Regions from separate parts of the Mus musculus genome. Here regions 2, 3, 4 and 5 are each linked to region 1. Evidence: chromatin contacts called from public Hi-C and promoter capture Hi-C data. All regions are on one chromosome and are shown on one strand. The core of a region is the stretch at or near the end of the contact, and the rest is flanking DNA. Distances in the headings are between cores, read along the strand shown.

Evidence for each region. Promoter capture Hi-C pulls out the DNA fragments that hold promoters and counts their contacts. Hi-C and Micro-C count contacts between places; a contact is called where the count stands out from the background.
Region 2: a contact with region 1 is called in a promoter capture Hi-C map of cranial neural crest. The contact joins the promoter of Net1 here to the promoter of Larp4b in region 1. A contact is called at or near these places in 2 of 39 promoter capture datasets (cranial neural crest and pre-B cells) and 1 of 484 Hi-C or Micro-C datasets (CD4 T cells).
Region 3: a contact with region 1 is called in a Hi-C map of CD8 T cells, with 4 times the contacts expected there. The contact joins the promoter of Gdi2 here to the promoter of Larp4b in region 1.
Region 4: a contact with region 1 is called in a promoter capture Hi-C map of pre-B cells. The contact joins the promoter of Mrpl32 here to the promoter of Larp4b in region 1. A contact is called at or near these places in 1 of 39 promoter capture datasets (pre-B cells) and 1 of 484 Hi-C or Micro-C datasets (CD4 T cells).
Region 5: a contact with region 1 is called in a promoter capture Hi-C map of cranial neural crest. The contact joins the promoter of Cdk13 here to the promoter of Larp4b in region 1. A contact is called at or near these places in 2 of 39 promoter capture datasets (cranial neural crest and pre-B cells).

Annotation. Positions count from the first base shown.
Region 1 is chr13:9,092,322-9,096,326 of GRCm38.p6, reverse strand. It overlaps Larp4b (La ribonucleoprotein domain family, member 4B), which reads right to left and starts at 2,446. Exons shown (of 18, transcript NM_172585.3): 1 at 2,147-2,446.
Region 2 is chr13:3,915,999-3,919,795 of GRCm38.p6, reverse strand. It overlaps Net1 (neuroepithelial cell transforming gene 1), which reads left to right and starts at 1,576. Exons shown (of 12, transcript NM_019671.3): 1 at 1,576-1,858. The coding sequence starts at 1,731.
Region 3 is chr13:3,535,636-3,539,502 of GRCm38.p6, reverse strand. Gdi2 (guanosine diphosphate (GDP) dissociation inhibitor 2) reads right to left here and starts at 1,428. Exons shown (of 11, transcript NM_008112.4): 1 at 1,160-1,428. The coding sequence starts at 1,204.
Region 4 is chr13:14,611,168-14,614,810 of GRCm38.p6, reverse strand. Mrpl32 (mitochondrial ribosomal protein L32) reads left to right here and starts at 1,774. Exons shown (of 3, transcript NM_029271.2): 1 at 1,774-1,919; 2 at 3,207-3,388. The coding sequence starts at 1,793. It overlaps Psma2 (proteasome subunit alpha 2), which reads right to left and starts at 1,569. Exons shown (of 8, transcript NM_008944.2): 1 at 1,496-1,569. The coding sequence starts at 1,536.
Region 5 is chr13:17,803,122-17,806,962 of GRCm38.p6, reverse strand. Cdk13 (cyclin-dependent kinase 13) reads left to right here and starts at 1,866. Exons shown (of 14, transcript NM_027118.1): 1 at 1,866-3,525. The coding sequence starts at 2,312.

The DNA.
Region 1 (4,005 bases), core at 1,197-3,696:
ATACATCTTTGTCAAACTTTGTACATATTTAGGTAAGTCACATATATTTAATTCTTCAAATCTCAGGATTTTTTCTTTTTTACAAAATGGACAAGCCCCCAAAGCATTACTATGAAATTTCAGCTACTTCATTTCAGCTGCTCTTCTACAGTGTGGAAAAATGAATGCAAACTTCTACACCCATTATAATCATCTATTTTCTCTCTGGAGCCTACTCACATATAGTATAGCTCCCTTCTCCAAACTTATATGCTGTCTCAGAACCTGTCTTCTATGACAGAGACACGTGATCAAGACATGAGTAATAAATTAAAATTGCCACCTATAAGGCAGAATATCAAAATTAGGAATTCAGTAACAATAAAAATAGCAAAAAGCAAACATCTGCATGCTTCATGCTTACATCAGTCTTATGAGACTTTTCAAAATTTTAGTCACCAAGAAAGTAAGTTTTTTGTTTGTTTGTTTTTGGTTTTTTTCAAGATAGGTTTCTCTGTGTAGCCCTGACATTCCATCTGTAGACCAGGCTGGCCTCCCTTCCTTTGCCTCCCTAGTGCTGGAATCAAAGGTGAGCTCAGGATAGCTTCTAATGACTAAGAAGCCATGCCGTTCCATATAAATAAGTCAACTCAAGTCACATTAGTTTTCAAAATATGAGATGAAATATATTTCTAACTAGTTAAAGTTTTAAGGGAAAATGTACTAACTAAAAAATAAACTTTCAGAGAGCATTCTACTTTAGCAATTCCCAACAAATCTCCTTAAACTATTTCTTGTACAATTTGATTACAATACTGGATTTTGGTATATTAAGCACGAAGAAAAAAAGCCTCAATTAAATTAACCCTGACTGTAAATAAGAGAAGCCAACCAAGTTAGGGAAGTATAGAAATTGCACATAATATACTAAAAGACCACCAAAAACAAAAACCATCACCCTTTTCTCCTCTTGTGGTCTTGCAAACACCAACTCAAAACAAACTGCAAGTGCATTTTAAATATTCAACTCAATTTGAAAAGGGAAGCAGCTAAATATCCTAAAAGAAACAAATGCAGTTGCTATTGCCTCTATTTAAAACTCCCTTGTTTGACTGTGTGCTACAAACTAATTCCACTGCAGCCATGGGAAGCCCTCCCGTTTGTTCAGTTATGGAAAACTTCAAAGTTTCAGTTTATGATTAAAACAAAGTATTCCAACGCCAGTGAGAAGGTCGCGAATGGAAGGCAGATTGAGATCATTTTTCTCCGGGTCGTTTTCTCACATTTCGAGTCAGTCCAAATTCAAAGCCACCTTACACCAAAAAACGAGGGGGTTAACAAGATTACATTCACTGAAAGTCACAAGATGCAATGACCTCAACTCAACAAACTTCATGTTCTACTATACACCACTGAGAAGCAGGTGGTTAAGAGGTTCCTGGCCGGTTACCATGAGTCTTCACATTTAATTTTTATTTCTTAACTATCTCAAAGTCGGACCCGCTCAAGTCTATCAAGTGTATGGGGGAAAAGGGAGCAGCATTCCAAACACACACTCGAGCAACAGGATCCTAACTTCCTGGTTCTAAAGGAATGCGATTCCCTAATGAGCCACCTCTCCCCGCAGCAGCGAGCGCGGCTGTCTGGCCGGTCTCCGGCGGGACCGAGGGGGGCGAGGCCCCGGGCGCCGCACTGCGGGTCCCCGGGGCCCGCCCGCCTGCCCTCGGGGCGATGGTGGCCTGCGACCCCAGCCCATTCTCCTCGGGCTGCATAGGCAAACCCCCAAGAGCCTGGGAGACGCGGCCTCCGGGAAGACTCTGCACACGTCTCACTTCGCTCCAGTCCTCCCCGGCCAGGGCCGTGTCAGTCAGGTCTGACCCCGGCCCGCAGGTCCTCCCAGGTCCAGCCTACCCCGGGCTATCGGGGCCACAGTCCAGCCTGCCCTGCCGCTCCCTCCGCGGCACTGCCCCTCTTTCTGTCCTCCCCAGCGCCGGCCCCAGCCCGGCCCTGTGCCGTTCCCCTCCCCGCCCGGGCCCGGCCCTGCCCGCCACTGGCCCCGTCCCTCCGGGAAGATGGCGGCCCGGTGACAGGCTGGTGGAGGCGCGGGTCCGAGCACGGGGCGCGGAGGGAGGCCGCCCCGTCGGTGACCGAGGACCGCCCCGCTCACCTGTCAGCCGCCCGCCCCGCCCGACCGGCCGCCCGCGGGCTCGTCGCCGCAGCCCCGGTGCCCGGCGACCGCGCAAAACACGCGGGGACGGCCGAGGAGGGAGACGGCAAGAAAAGGCGGCACGGCCGGGCCGGGCCGGAGACAGCAAAGAAGAGCGGGCGCGGACTTGGCAGCGACGGCAGCCGATCCTTCCTTTTTCGGGCCCGAAAATGTCTCAACCTCGAGACTCCAGATCCCCAACGCTCCTTCCCGTTCGCATGAGAACACACAGATCCCACTTCCGGGGCCCTGCGGAAGTCCCACCCCCGCGCGGCCCCGCGCCCTACCCCGGCGCCCTCACCCACCCGGCCCGCCGACTGGCGTTTGGCGCCCAGGAGAGCCTAGCGTCATGGAGGCGCTGCGTAGCGATTGGCTAAGAGGGGACGCGAGTCCTCCCTTCTACTTCCCCCGGCCTCTCGGCGCGCACCCATCTCGCGGCATCTGTGATTGGCGCGTGCGCGCACGACGCCAATTTCCCCCCCCACACCCCGCACCGCCCCGCGCCGCCCCACCCCGCCCCGCCCCGCCCTGAGCTGCTGCGCGCGCCGCACACCTCGTCTCTCCCCGCCCATTCTGCAAGCCCCGCCCTGTAGCAGTCGGAGCGCCAGTTGTAGGCAGCTTAGCATCTTATGAGCAAGTGCTGGGGTGTGGGGCGTCCCAGGCTGGTGGCGTCCTGAAAGCGCACCCCTCGCTCCGGACCCGCTGTCCCCAGGACCTGGACCCATGTCCGGCATTTCTCTACAGCTTCCCCGACTTCAGTATGGGACAAGAATGATTTGGATAAGCAAAGAAACCTGCTCTTGTCGCTTCCCAGAGAATTGAAAATACTAAAACCCTTCTTTTATCGATTTTCTTTTAAAAAAAAAAAAGAAAAAACGTATATTACATTTACTTTACTTAAAACTTGCTGCCTACTTATCTGCGTTTATTCGCCGGTTGCTTACTGTCTATAATTCATTATTCGAAGCCATACGAATTTTTCCCGAATGAAAAAGCTCTCTTGGAACAATATCCATGGTTACCATACCATACCATACCATACCATACCATACCATGGTTCTGCTCATTGGTTTCTAGGAACATTTTTCAAATACTGAAGAGTGCATTTTGGAAGAACCATCTTTGACTCTCCTGTATTGGGTCTTTTTTGTGGGAGTTTCTTCTCTTCCTCCCTCTGGGTCTTGATGCTCAAACTCTTGGTGTTTACACTTCAGAGCAAAGGCCTTAACCAAGTGAGCCACCTCACCCAGCCTCTATGTGACACCTTGTTGCAGTTACTAGGCTTAAGACTGTTTCCTAGTTAACTATTTCACAGGCATTCTCACAGTATTTAGTCTCATAGTAACTATTCTCACGGTATTTCTTCTTCAAAGACCAGTTCTCACTATTTTTACACAGGCTGGCTCCCTCGCATTGATTGTTTTGCCTCCCACCTCCCGAGTTGGAAGTACTGCCTGGCACTATGTGCCCTACTCATTGACGTGTCTCTAAAGATAATAAATTGTAAGTAAAGCTTGCCTCTGGTACTGGAAAGAATATACAACATTAGTACTATTAATGCTTTTCCCTTCCCTGGTAGTTCTGCCTGCTGTTAACACCTCGGGGTATTTGGTGTCCGTAAATGCAACTGGTACACCTAATCCAGAGTACCAACAGGTATGTCCTTCAAATATATCTTCTCCATCTTGTCAACAAAGATCTTCATGGCTCCTTGTCTTTCCTACAGGATAACATTAAGTACTATTGCATAAAAAGAAGGACTTTCACAAACTAGTGAAAACGGTCTATTTCCTTTCCTACCCTGTAGATTGAGACACCCT
Region 2 (3,797 bases), core at 327-2,826, 5.2 Mb after region 1:
TACTAGCTTGTTCGTCATGTCTTCCTCTCCCTACTTTCTTACAGAACCCAGGACTACCAGCCCAAGAATGGTATAGCCATGATGGGCTGGCCTATTTCCCATCAACTACTAATTAAGAAAATGTTCTATAGACTTACCTACCGCCTAATATTAGAGAGGGTTTGTCATGGTTTGAATATGCTTGGCCCAGGGAGTGGCACTGTTTGGAGGCATGGCCTTGTTGGAGTAAGTGTGTCACTGTGGGTGTGAGCTTGAATACCCTTGTTCTATCTGCCTGGAAGCCAGTATTCTGCTAGCAGCCTTCAGATGAAGATATAGAACTCTCAGCTCTTCCTGTACCATGCCTGCCTGGATGCTGCCATGTTCCTGCCTTGATGATAATGGACTGAATCTGTATTCCAGCCCCAATTAAATATTGTCCTTATAAGGGCTGTCTCTTTCATGGTGTCTGTTCACAGCAGTAAAACCCTAAAACAGAATTTTTCTAAATTGACATAAAACTAGCCATCATTGTTCTATATTTCATATTTTATGCTTTCAGTTAAAATCACAATGTTTTGTTTTACTATATACCTCTTATTTTTAATTTTCTTTTATTTTCAAGATTATAATATAATCACACCATTTTCTCCCTTCTCTTTTCTCCTTCCCAACTCTCTCCTATACCCCTTCTTGCTATCTTTCACATTCATGGACTCTTTTTATTAATTATTGTTACATAGTCAATATGTAACAATATGTTATACATATATGTTCCTAAATACACAAATACAGCCAGCTCAGTCTGTATGATGTTATTTGTATGTTTTCAGGGCTAGCTGTTAGTATTGGCTAACCAATGGTATTCCCTGAAGAAGACCATTTCTTTATCGGCTGAATGCAGTCTTCACAGTTAATCAGTTATATTTAGACATCTCCCAGTCATTCATTTAGATTGCCTTTAATTTTTCTATTATACACAACATCATTAATATCTCCCTGTATACAAGAGAGACTACATTTAAGACCATTAGCGATATTTAAAATCAGAGAACGTTTTTATTTACCAATCTTCACATAATAACCTGAGCAGGGTCCCTTGTTTCATGCTGCACGTTTTGCAGTCTTGCAAGCAGAGAAAGCAGCCCTTTCCATTCGGTAAAGCGACTGTGTCCTACTTACTGAAAGACAGGAGTACATAACTAGATTTCACTGGTTCTCTAGAGACATCCTGGAGAACAAAGTATTGTCTTTGGCAATTGGGAATATATTCCACATGTATAACTTAGTGTTTATACGTCCAACTGCCTCTTGCTTTGGGGTCAATACCTTCATCCTGTCTAACGCTAAACAACAACAAATGATAAACAGCTTCCGATCCATTTTCCTGCCCTGCAAGTGAAAGTTCTAGTGAATAGAGACTGCCTTTCAGGAGTAAGGTGTGTAGTTAAAATAAATCCCCAAATTCCTAACTTTCACCTTACCACTTTCCCTTTGTCACTGGAGCTCCTAAAAGTTTGGTATGAAGTCTTCTGATTAGGGCGGGACTCCACGTAGCCTAGCAACCGCTTCCCACTCTCTGATTGGCCGATCTCTGGGCAGCCGCCATTTTCAAATCCCCGGATGACGGCGGTAGCCGCTCTCTGCTAGAAGGCGACTTGCTGCCTCGCAGAAGCTGGCGGGCATTGTGCCCGCCACGATCGGTCTCCTGGGCACTGGGCCACCGCCCCACCAACCCCCCTTCTCCGGACATGGAGCCAGAGCCGGCGGCTCAGAAGCAGCCCCGACCTCGGAGGAGAAGCCGCAGGGTCTCAATGCTCAGCGAGGAACCTGCCGCGGGGCTTCCGGCCGACACACCCGGGCCGGCGGCGAACGAGAGGTGAGGGTGGCGGGAGGTGGGTGAGAGCCGGGGACCGAGTCTGGAGACTCAGGACGGGATGGACTGGACGGTGGGTGACCAAGGACTGGCAGTGCAGTAGGGGAGGTTGGGGAAGGCCGGGCAGAAATGCCGCGGGAGGAGAGTGCGCTGCCCGGCGGGCTGCACCGAGGGCTGCACAGCGACTGCTCGGCCCTGCGTAGAAGGGGTGGACTCGTTGGACTTGTTGACAATCTCCTTTAACCCCGTCCCTGGGGAACCGTACATCTGCACCAGAGCTGTTCTCTACCAGAAACTAGTTGTGGATGCAGGCGCTCAGATCAAGACTGTCGTGGACCCTGTGATGAGAAGAGGAATTGTCACCTGAACAGATACCAACCCTTTCAGCCTAAAAGCGGCTGTTCAAATGAAATGTCCTTTGCAGACCAGAACAGGACAGGCTCCTGGAATGAAGAGATCAGAGAAAGACTCTTTCTGGCTTTTCAGTTATTAGCACATTTTCACATTCTGTGTTGTATCTTCATTTCTATGTGTCTGGGAAAGGCAAACACTAGGTTGATTTCAGAAATCTGTGTCTGGAAGAGAGGCTGTGGGAGTCATAATATTTTTATTAAATAGGAAATTGAAATGGCATTTGTCTGGACTACTCTGTCATTCTTTTGCCCTTCGAAATATGAGAAATGGTCTCAAAGTACTGAATGCAATGGTTTCCCATTATAACGTTAGACATTGAGTTACAAAGTATGTAACTTTGTTCAAATCTACGTCTACATAGTGAGTTTATGATAGTGTCTGCCTCATATAAGGCACTGTGTGAACATCAGTACTTATCATGGGCCTCGGCAGAAAACTCGGCAGAAATCTTGTCTGTCAGTTTTAAATCTGTTAAAGTAACAGTGCTGTGTCTGCTCCATCTTTTCAGACATCCCCATGGTCCACTTGACATGATTTCAGGGTTTTTTTGGTTTTGTTTCTGAGACAAGTTCTCACTGTGTAACTTGGTTACCCCAGAACTCACTACCTGTGTAGAGACGCTGGCCACAAACTCATATTGTACTTCTGTACCAGAGCTGTTCTCCATGGAAACTGGTGGACTGTAGGTGGTCTTACATCCATAGGACTATTGGTGAGAAGAGGAATTGTCACCAAGCAGGCTCCAAACCGTTCTGCCTAAAAACTGGTCTTTCTTCCTTAGCCTCCCCCTGTTCTCGGATTGCAGTGTGAACCTCGACGCCCAGGTCATTTGATAGGATGTTAAATTAATCTTTTATATAGCTTATAATCTAATCATGACAAATGGTTTTGAGGAAAAAGCAAACACCTTACTTTCATTATCAAGGCATGGGCAAACCCATTGTATTAAGTAACTCTATAAAGAGCTAGATTCTTTCAGTTAGTACTGATTTTTATGAGTTTGAAGTTTAAGGCAATATTTACCAGAATTCTTGCCTTCTGAAACTTCCTCTCTTCCAATCAGACCGTGTGTTTAAGAAGTCAGAGTGCAGAAAGAAGGCATCTTTGAGACTGAGAATTACAAGAATTAGGATGGGCTAGTGAAGGAGCAGAAAAGGAGGACTTCCTGAAGATGAACAGAAGCAGTGCTTCATTCCACGTGTGCTCAGTGTAATACAGTTGCACCTGCCCTAGCATCAGACACTGTTGAGGATGATGGGGATTCAGGTGAACAAAAGCAGATGGAGCGCTTGCTCTCAGGAACCTTAGATTCTCTTGGGAGGCGTTGGTCACATCATGCAGTGAATTTAAGCCTTTTTGATTCTGTGCAGAAGAGGAAAGATTCTAGGGCCCAGAGTTGGTAGATGACTCCAAGGAAACAGTATCCTCCAGACATAAGAGCACTGATGCACATCTAAACTTACAGAGATTGAAGGAATGCACAAGACCTGCAACAGGTTCAAACCAGACAAGATCCTAGCACTGAGAA
Region 3 (3,867 bases), core at 179-2,678, 5.6 Mb after region 1:
AATGACTTGGACATTTGATGGATAGACATATGGGATCCATACATCAATGTTCCAGATGAAGTAATTTACCCATAATTTCACATTCAATACCCCCCCCACACACACACACCGCAATTGATATTCAAAATGGTCGGTTCTCTTCCCAACTCCTTTTTGCAAAAGATCAGCCCTTTTGTCACAGTGGGGGGCCGGGGGGAAAGCACAAAGTATAAAAACCTGTCTATATTTTTCCCATATTTAAGCAGATAGATACTGACGAAAACGTACTGGAGCATTAGGGACCGCCTTACATTTACATACCAGTACATTCACACTGCGCATTTATTTTCTAACCTCCCAGAAGTGTAACAAGTACAGAGAACTTAGCCTCCCCCTTCTCAAGAAACTGTGGCGGCACGCAATAAACCAAACAAAAGGGAAGCACGGGCCGGACGTGAAAAGTATTTAACAGACAAGTTTTGAGAAAATTCATTTCCCATTTCAAGCGAGTGGATGAGAGGGCAGTGAAGCAATTAGAAAAAGGGTGTTTGTTTTTTTCCTAAAGAAACTCGTTTCATGATTTTCTCTAGAAACTTAAGTTGGCCAAACTCTAGGACAAATTATCGATCAGCGATCATCCTTCTGTTTGGCTTTCTGCGCCCTGAGACTAGCTGAGTAAGCTGCTGCTGCTGCTGCTGCTGCTGCTACTCGCCACTTACATAGGAAGTGCAGGCGCCAGCAGCGACTCCCTCCCGCTCGGTCCAGGGCTTGCCTGCTTCCAAGCGGGAGAGGTCATTCACCCAAAGGGGAAGTGCAAGGAGCACAAGCTGTTTTCCCGGTCCTCTTCCTTCCTGCAGGAGGACGAGGCTGTCTCTCTCCGGCTGCTGGGCGGTTCTGCCCTCAACTTCCCAATGGGCAGGCTTCCCACGGACACGTCCCGGCTTCCACATCCTGGTTTTCCCTAACACACTACCGACGCCTTCAAATCACTGCATCCCAACAAGCCACGACCTCCCTATCCCAGACTCAACGCGGGCGAGTGGGGACGGCCCCCAAGGGGGCGCAGACACCGGCAGTTCGGGCGCGGGCGAGGCTCGTGCACACCGATGGGACCCGCCCTCGCCCCCGGGCCCGGCGGAGGCCGGCCGGCCGCGTCTCCCCGCAGCCCGCCGCAGCTCACCGTCAGGCCGGTGCCCAGCACGATCACGTCGTATTCCTCATTCATGGCGGGGAAAGGAGCGCACGCGGGGGCTCGGAGGCCGCCGTAGAGAAGGGAGCGAGAAGTCCGGCCGCTCTGGGCCCCGGGGGTCGGGGGGAAAGGGAAAAAGCGAGGAGAGGAAAAACGGAGCTGAGGAGGAGGAGAGGCCGGCCGCCACCTCAACGGGAAGAGAAGAGCAGGGAGGGGAGGGAGGGGAGGCGGGGAGAGCGCGGGGTGAGGAGAGCGAGCTCCGGCGCCGGGGCGGGGCGTGCGAGAGGCCGACGGCGCCGTCAGTCAAGGGGATCCTGCTCTCTCATTGGTGAATTTCCTTAACCCCACCTCTCCCCCCCTCGTTCCCCTCTCGCGAGAGAAGGGCGGACTGCTGCCATCTTGGCTTCCGGTTTTGCGCTTTTTTTTTTTTTTTTTTTTTAAATTTCACCCGTCTTGTGCTCCTGTGGTATGGGCGGCGACATGCGAAGCTGAGGGTCTAGTTGAATAGGAGGAACAAGGCGGAAACTGCAGCTGGGCTACCACGTGCCTGACTCTCGCGCCAAGGTGTGAGATGGAGCACGGTTGTTTAGGCTTCGGGCCACGGAGCCCAAGCTCCGCCCTTGGGACTTTGAGAGGTGTACGTGCATCGCCCTGGCCGAGCGGGGCCAAGTCGTGAGGACGCCAGCCTCTCCGAAGGTTGGCAGCCTCGTTGCCTCTGCAGCTTGGCTCCTGGCCCTGCCCCTGCCCCTGCCCGCGCGGGGCTGGGAAGACCTCAGGATTCTGTGTGCCCTGCTTTAAACTTGTATGGTTCTGTTCGAACAAATAAATGTGTTCTAAACTGGTATCCATGCTTTAGGTAAAATGTGGTCCAGAATGGCTTTCCTATATAATGCTCCGCATTCTAGCTTGTGATGCAAAGCAGGTTATAAATTTAAGAGTTGATAACCCTGGTACCCAAGCAACTGGGCTTCAACTAGTCTCTCAGGCTGAAGGCTGCCAAAATGTGCTTATAAAGGCAAATGCTGAATTGCACTATATTTTGTATGTTTGCTGTGTTTCAGCCTCTACATGCAATTACCACACTAGAGGTGGGGCTTCTGAACCATCTTTGGTGTGCTGCCTGGTTCTGGATCCTGATCCTTGTTAAAACTTTGTTGAATCTAATTAATTTCAGAGTTGTTTTGTTTTGTTTGGACAACAGAATTGTCAGGGTGCAAAGTAGACCTTCCAGTAACCCTCAGGACCATTAAAGCAACATTTGCAGGCCCCTTGGACATCAAGCTCCACTGGCTTTGAACTAGCTGTGCTGTGCCTCGGCCCTTAGCACACACCTTTAATCTTGCTGGAATACAGGCACACCCTAAGTGCACACCTTTGATTCCAAAGGTAAAACTAGTTTATTAGAAGGAAGCACCCATGTTTAACAGTGATGTCTAATTGAGTGGCTTGACTGAATCAGAGAAAGGTTTGCCAGGTTATACCCAGCTCTCAAAAGAGAGAGGGAAGGGAAGCTATTTAAGAGGCAGTACAGAAGAGGAGGAGGAAGCAGTTTTACTGTGACAGTTATAAAGGGACAGGTTGCAGAGAGGACAAATTAGACACAAGTAAAGACAGAATGAGTCAAAGAAGAGGCGAAAAACCAAAACAGATTGCTATAGTTAAAGGTCAAGCAGAGCAATTCGGAAGAAGCAGAGAGGAGCCAGATTGAATCAGTCAGCTTGGAGAGGAGTTTGAACCAGAACAGCTGAGTTGAACCATCCAGCCAGAGTTCAGAAAGAACTAGAAAGGGTGAGTTTATTCAGCAGTAAGTCTCAGAGGCTGAAAACATTCTAGGGCTACATTAGATTGTATGGAGGCTGGAAGCTTCTGCGACTAGGCCTACATTGGCAGAAAGGAGCAGTAAGTCTCCCAGATGACAGTTACACAGGAGAATAAAAGTTGCATTAAGAAGCTGGGTGTGGTGGCGCACGCCTTTAATCCCAACACTTGGGAGGCAGAAGCAGGCAGATTTCTGAGTTTGAGGCCAGCCTGGTCTACAGAGTGAGTTCCAGGACAGCCAAGGCTACACAGAGAAACCCTGTCTTGAAAAAACAAACAAACAAAAAACAAGTTACATTAACATACTATATACATACCATATGTAATCTCAGCCAGCTTTTTTTGTCTTTCCTTTACCCCCAACTTTTACTAAATCGGATTAGTTAAGTGGTCCCATTTGCTAGCTGGGTTAAAATCATAACAATTTTAAGAGTCAAACTGGAAAGTACAGTTAAGAGGAATGAATCCATGTAAGAGCCTTGACAGATACTTTTTCTTGATTTTTTTTTTAATTTGGGAAGCAATAATTATTTTTACAAAAGTTCTTTCCAATTCAAGAAGCCCAGGTCTTTCCTTCCTTGGACACCAGCTAAAGTTCATTTGCTAAAATCATAAACCCAAACTATGTATAATTTGTTGAGGACATAGGTTAAACAAATGCCTTGGAAAAGCAGTGGCCACAATGGAAAAGAGGATTTTTATAAAGGCATACTTGGAATAAAAAAAAAAGAAATAAAGTCATCAACCTTGACAAATGGAAGGGCTGTTACCTAGAACAATTACTACCTAGCATGCACAAGGCCCTGGCCTGGTTGGCTGGAATACCCATTTCATCCCCAGCACTACAACAAATAATTGTTTTCAGATTCCCTGTGTAAATA
Region 4 (3,643 bases), core at 525-3,024, 5.5 Mb before region 1:
CTGAGTGAGGTAACACATTCACAAAGGAACTCACACAATATGTACTCACTGATAAGTGGATATTAGCCCAAAACCTAGGATACCCAAGATATAAGATACAATTTGCTAAACACATGAAACTCAAGAAAAATGAAGACTGAAGTGTGGACACTATGCCCCTCCTTAGAAGTGGGAACAAAACACCCTTGGAAGGAGTTACAGAGAGAAAGTTTGGAGCTGAGATGAAAGGATGGACCATGTAGAGACTGCCTTATCCAGGGATCCACCCCATAATCAGCATCCAAACGCTGACACCATTGCATACACTAGCAAGATTTTATCGAAAGGACCCAGATGTAGCTGTCTCTTGTGAGACTATGCCAGGGCCTAGCAAACACAGAAGTGGATGCTCACAGTCAGCTAATGGATGGATCACAGGGCTCCCAATGGAGGAGCTAGAGAAAGTAGCCAAGGAGCTAAAGGGATCTGCAACCCTATAGGTGGAACAACATTATGAACTAACCAGTACCCCGGAGCTCTTGACTCTAGCTGCATATGTATCAAAAGATGGCCTAGTCGGCCATCACTGGAAAGAGAGGCCCATTGGACACACAAACTTTATATGCCCCAGAACAGGGGAACGCCAGGGCCAAGGAGGGGGAGTGGGCGGGTAGGGGAGTGGGGGTGGGTGGGTATGGGGGACTTTTGGTATAGCATTGGAAGTGTGAATGAGCTAAATACCTAATAAAAAAATGGAAAGAAAAAAAAAAAAAAAGAAAGAAAATGGTCAAAACACAGTCCTTTGTCTAAGTTCATCCATGATGGTTTTTTCTTAAACAGGGAACAATAGTTCCCCTTAACTGCACTTTGAGAAAATATATATAACTCTTTAATTCTTTCTCCCAAAACATAAGGGTCTAAAATCGTTTTAAAGCAATTTGTTAGTGGATCAAGCAAAATACAGAGGTTATCAGTTTGCATGTGCCACAAAAACTTGACAGGAAATCAGCGCCTTCATTTTATACTTCTTAAGCTTCTACAGGAGCACAGGCGAAACCGAAAGCAGTGTGAGCTTCAAAGCACATCGCTGCTAAACAGAGACTAAAACTAAGATTTAACAGCAAATAAGGATCTCCCAAAAGAAAAAGGACGTCTCACACGTCCCATAAGGAGTCTGGGTTTACAAAGCTCTCGCTCAGGCCTAGCCGGGCCAGTAAAGAAATCCTGGACCTGAAGAGAGCAGCTGAAAACAGACTATCTCAAAGCACCCTTCTCCTAGTCTAGAAGGAGAGCCAGTGCTTAGTGCTTGGCTTGGGGCCTCCCGTCCCTCGGCCCGCAACACGGCCGGCCTCAGCCAGGGCCCAGGCCTGGCACGGAACATGACTCTGCAAAGCTACGAGTCCAGCTCCGTCACCGTGCACTCCTACGCAAACACCAGCCAGGTCCGACACACGGGACCATGTCTGGGGCGCTCCTGTGATCTGCGACGCATGGAACCTGCGGGTCCCCCGAATACCTGAATGTAGTCAGCGAGAAGCTGTAACCGCGCTCTGCCATCTTTACCCGGAAAGTCGGAACACAGCCACGCACATGCGCAGTAAGTATGCTTCCTTTAATTTTTTTTTTCTTCTTTGCTCTGATTGGAGGAGAGTCACCTAGGGGTAGCTGGGAGTTGGAGTTTTTGGATCACAGCGGTCTTTGACCCTTGCGCATGCGCAAGAGGGGCCTGCGCATGCTCTGAGCGAGGAGGCGGGGAAGTGGGCGGACTTAACGCATGCGCTCAGCCCGCGTCCCGCTCTGTCTTGAGAAGATCATGGCTCCTTCGTTGCTGCTGCTTTCACTACCATGGCCGGTGCGTCCCGGACCGCTCCAGAGGTGCTGGGAGCTGCTACAACGGCAACTGCAGCAGAGCTGGAGTCGCTTTGTCAGTCCTCCGTGGGGTCCGTAAGGAGAGAGTTCGTGGAAAGAGGGTTGGTGAGGGCTTCCGGGTTGTAGCGTGGTTTTTGGTTGGTTGATTGGTTCGTTATTTTATTTGTTTGTTTGTTTATTGGTTATTTATTTATTTATTTATTTATTTATTTATTTATTTATTTATTTATTGAAACTGTCACCGTAGCCAGGGTGGTCTAGAACTCACTGTATAGCCCAGGCTAGCTTCGTATTTATTTATTTATTTATTTATTTATTGAAACTGTCACCGTAGCCAGGGTGGTCTAGAACTCACTGTGTAGCCCAGGCTAGCTTCGAGCTCCTGGTATCTTGGGCGTTAAATTTGAGATTGCTGTATTATTTACAGTGTATCGCAAAAGTGATAATGCCCAGTCTGAACAGAGATATATTTTATTATATCTCAAGCGCAGCATAATAAATAATTGTCTCCATGTTCTACCTGAGATAATCATTTCAGTCCATTCGTTGTCTAATAGGCCTGTGCTTGGACAGTTTATGTAGTGGTAAGAAGTCCTAAGAATTGAACGAACGTTCGCAAGTCTGAAGAACATAAGAAAGGGTAAAGAAGTGATCTAAGCAATTTAGAAAAACAAAGGTGAAACACTTGATAATCTCATAAATAATAAATCTTTTCTTAGAACACAGGTTAAGATTAAATATTAAGGAAAAATTTAATGGCTTTAGGAACCTACCAGGTTTAAAGAAAAAGGACCTAACTGGATCAGGATAGTGTGGTACAGATGACCATTGTAGTCATCTCAGTGATGTGAGTGAATGTAGGGAGTCTCGGGATTAGATTACTTGTACACTACTTATTACTGAACTGCAGTGTCCCGGATTATATACGGAGGAAATGCTTAGTAGAGTAGCCTGGCTGCTTTGGTAGCTTGCAATAAGAAAGCATTCCAGTTGAAGTATTTTAAATTGCCTTTTATATGAGCTTTAGTATATTTTAATAGCTGGGGATTATTACTAATGTTTGTTGTGTTTAACATTCAAAACTATTTATGTCAGGCCAGCCATATGGCTCAGTAGTAAAGGACCTTGTTGCTAAGTCTCAGGACCTGGGTCCTAGCCCCATGGCCAGTATGACGTAAGGAGAGAACTAACTCTGAAAGCTGTCCTCTGACCTTACATGTGCACATATACTCACAAACACATATAATTTATAGGTGTGTATATTTAGTGACACTACACATGTTGACTGTTAAAGGAAATAGTGGCTGTATTCATTTAGGAACTCCGAGTTGATTCGGCATCTCTGTTTTGTTTTATAGCACCAGCATTAGCCGTCCAGAGACCATCCATCCTCACAGAGCTAGCACATGATACTTGTGAAAATAAAGAGAATTCCAGCTTTTTAGATAGTATCTTTTGGATGGCAGCTCCCAAAAACAGACGCACCATCGAAGTTAACCGATGTAGGAGAAGAAACCCTCAAAAGCTTATTAAAATTAAGGTAATGTGTGAACGGGTGTAGGTGTGTGCACATACACACTCTCTTCCACAAGTCTAACACTGAATAGCCCGGTATTGTATTTGTGTAGCAGAGAAAACCAGCCTTATAATAGTCTTAGCATCTTGTTTGGCTCATCATGGATAGATACGTAATCTAATTCTTCCTTAATGTTTTAAGATACTCTTAATGAATCATCCCATTGCTTAGATGGGCTCCTTGTTGGTTATTATTTGAAGTTAGAGGACTGATAGAGCT
Region 5 (3,841 bases), core at 617-3,116, 8.7 Mb before region 1:
TTATTAAGATATTTTCTTAAGTTTTCTACTCGCAGCCTGGAGTAACCACTATACATTCACTATGGACCAAGTGTTTTTTGTACGGACAAGAACAGATGACATTCCTAAGTGCAGTGAGTAGCTTATGCTAGAGGAACTATTATACAAACATCTATTTGCCTCTTCTTTTCTATTCCAGCCTTATTTCTGTTTTTTTCTTGGCAAGATGGGATGGGGGAGAGGGTGTTATTATGTAGAGTTCTGATAGGCCAGAACTCACCATCGTCCTTGACCTGTTTTAACCTCCATTGTATTGGGAATAGACATATGCCATTGCATCAGGCTTTGAAAAGCAGCATAATGGGACAGGTTGATATTTTTCTGAAAAGCTCTCCTCCTTAGTACTCCGAGTTAACAATGATGTCAAGAAGAAATTTGCTTTAGGTAACATACTTCTGAAATTTCGTTTCCCAGTATCTTTGCTTTGCCCCCTTCTGTGTAGAAGGTTCCACTGGGTGTTCCACTCAGGCCTGTCTTTGTCAGAAGTAGCTATTCAAACCTATCTTCTAGCAAGTATCTTTTGTAAACTTCAAAGTCTGAGCTTCCATCAGTTTGTGAGATGATGCTGAGGTCAACTTGATTACTAAGTATTTAAGAACTAAAAGCCAGCTGATGATCTGAATAAATTTGTTAAGGGGTAATTACATGTACCCACTGAGCAATGTTTATCTTCTTTCCAGTATTAATGACCAATAAGCCTTTTAGATTTTAATCTAATTACCCCGAATACCTAGCCTCTAACTGAAGGGCAATCTTAAGGCAAGAGATGAGGGCATTATGTAGCTGACAGCTCATAGCTTTAGTTAGATATAATTACAGGTGAAAGTACAAAGAGGGCAGCTTCCACTACTACAAAATGTTTTTAAGGTTCCTGGGATTTTTAGTAGTCCTCCTTGATATTTTGACTCATCTTTCAGATTTACTTAATGCTTTTGCTTTATAAAGAGATTTACTTATTTCATGTATGTGACACATCAGAAGAGGGATCCCCATTACAGCTGGTTGTGAGCCACCATACTGTTGCTGGGAATTGAACTCAGGACCTCTGGAAGAGCAGTGAGTGTTCTTAACCTCTGAGCCACCTCTCCAGCCCTGTGTAAGGCTTTTTAAAGGTTCCGAAACGTCAGTGTCGCGGAAGCTCGAAGCTATGAACACCAAGTATATTTTTAGGTTACGATGGGTCCTTGAACTTGGGCGTACGTGAGTCTAGTCAAGCTAACGTCACATTCGCCCTCTGTGGGGAGTCTGCTCTCACAGATGTTCCGATCCCGTGGCTGGGGAAAAGGTAGTCGTCAAGGTTCTCCCGGGTCCTGCCGTGACCTTTTCACTGGAGGCGAGCAACAAGCGCCATGAGTGGCGCCGGAGGGAAGGCCTCCAGCGACAGCACAGCGCAGCCCACGCCTCCTCTCCTTTCTTTAACCCTGCTCCTCCGTCCCACCCCTGCCGGAAGTGGAGTGGCTCCTCGCGTCACTTCCGGTGACGGCCAGGGTCCCGGCGGGCGCGAGCACGCAGCACCTCCCCTCGCCCGCGCTCGCTCTCTCCATCGGCGTCCCCGAACGTGACGAGCGTGCGCGCCGCCGACCTAGCGTTGGGTTTAGGGGCAAAAGTCTTGAGGAACGCGGCGAGTGGGTGGTGCGCGGCGAGGGCTCGGCCAGCCAGTCGCGTCGCCGTCCCGCAGGGAGAACGCGGAGGGCAGGGAGGGGCGAGCGGCGCGCGCGGAGCCCGCGTGGAGGGGCGGAGGACAGCGAGCCGCGCCCCCGCTCCGGAAGCTGCGCGCAGTGCCCTCGGGGCGCCAGGCCCAGGCCCGTCCGAGCGCCGCGGGGTGTCGCCGCCGCCGCCACAGGACGACGTGGACGCGCCGCGGCCGGCCGGCGACGGAGGCGTGCTGTGGTCGCGCCCACTGCCCTCCCGCGAGCTCGCCCCCGACGTCAGGACGATGGAGTGAAGCGCGGCCCGCGGTGGCACTTCCGCGTTGCGCCGCCGGAGCCCGAGGCCGCCGCCGCCGCCGCCACCGCCGCCGCCCGGCACGGCCGGCTTTCCGCCGAGGATAGGATCCTCCCGCGCCAGGCCCTGACGCCGCTGCGCACACACCGCGACTGGAACCGGGGACGCGCGTCCCGACCCGGATTATCGTGGCGCGACTCCCGGCCGGCCCTGCTGCTCGCTACCCCTCCGCCGCGGCTGCCGTCCCCCTTCCCGGCGGGGGACATGGCCAGGGTCTGACCCCGGAGGAGGCCGCACCCGCGCCGCACTCTGCGGCGGGCTCTAGGCGATGCCGAGTAGCTCGGACACGGCGCTGGGGGGAGGCGGGGGCCTGAGCTGGGCCGAGAAGAAGTTGGAGGAGCGCCGCAAGCGGAGGCGATTCCTGTCCCCTCAGCAGCCGCCGCTGCTGTTGCCGCTCCTGCAGCCGCAGCTCCTGCAACCGCCGCCGCCCCCGCCGCCTCTGCTCTTCCTGGCTGCCCCCGGCGCGGCCGCCGCCGCAGCCGCCGCCGCCGCGGCCTCCTCCTCTTGCTTCAGCCCGGGCCCTCCTCTGGAGGTCAAGCGGCTGGCGAGAGGCAAGAGGCGCCCCGGAGGGCGGCAGAAGCGGCGCCGCGGGCCCCGCGCCGGGCAGGAGGCGGAGAAGCGCCGGGTCTTCTCGCTGCCCCAGCCGCAGCAGGACGGCGGTGGCGGTGCCAGTAGCGGCGGGGGTGTGACCCCGCTGGTGGAGTACGAGGATGTGAGCTCCCAGTCCGAGCAGGGGCTGCTGCTGGGGGGCGCCAGCGCGGCAACGGCGGCGACGGCTGCCGGGGGAACGGGGGGCAACGGCGGGAGTCCGGCCTCCTCCTCCGGCACGCAGAGGCGCGCGGAGGGGTCGGAGCGCAGGCCGCGCCGGGACCGCCGCAGCAGCAGCGGCCGCAGCAAGGAGCGCCACCGCGAGCACCGGCGGCGGGACGGGACGCGCAGCGGCAGCGAGGCCTCAAAGGCCCGCAGCCGCCACGGACACAGCGGCGAGGAGCGGGCGGAGGCCGCCAAGAGCGGCAGCAGCAGCAGCAGCGGCGGCCGCCGCAAGAGCGCGTCGGCTACGTCCAGCAGCAGTAGCAGCCGCAAGGACCGGGACCTCAAGGCCCACCGCAGCCGGACTAAGTCGTCCAAGGAACCGCCCTCGGCCTACAAGGAGCCGCCCAAGGCCTACCGGGAGGACAAGAGCGAGCCGAAGGCCTACAGGCGGCGGCAGCGGTCCCTGAGCCCGCTGGGAGGCCGGGACGAAAGCCCGGTGTCCCACAGGGCCTCGCAGAGCCTTCGGAGCCGCAAGTCCCCCAGTCCGGCGGGAGGTGGCAGCAGTCCTTATTCCCGGCGGCTGCCGCGCTCCCCGAGCCCCTATAGCCGGCGCCGCTCGCCCAGCTACAGCCGCCACAGCTCCTACGAGCGGGGCGGCGACGTATCCCCCAGCCCGTACAGCAGCAGCAGCTGGCGGCGCTCGCGCAGCCCCTACAGCCCAGTACTCAGGTGAGTCCTGTCCCCCCAACCCTAGGAGGCGGGGAAGGTGGGGCGAGGCGCCTCTGGTTTACTCGGTCCGCTTCCCAGGCCAGCGCTCCGGGTCGGAGGGTGGGTTTCTAGCGGAGAGGGGAGTGCTGAATGCACCTGTGAGGGTGGGAGGGACCAAGCGACCAGCCTAGGCAGGGATGAGTCCTAAGAGTTCAAAGTTTTTAACTTGTTGCTTTTAACTGTCAGCAGGTTAGTGCAAAATGCTCTCCTTTTCCAGCATTGCTATTTTGGCTTAATTTGTCTTAATACCTGCTTATGGAGAAAACGTCACTTTGTT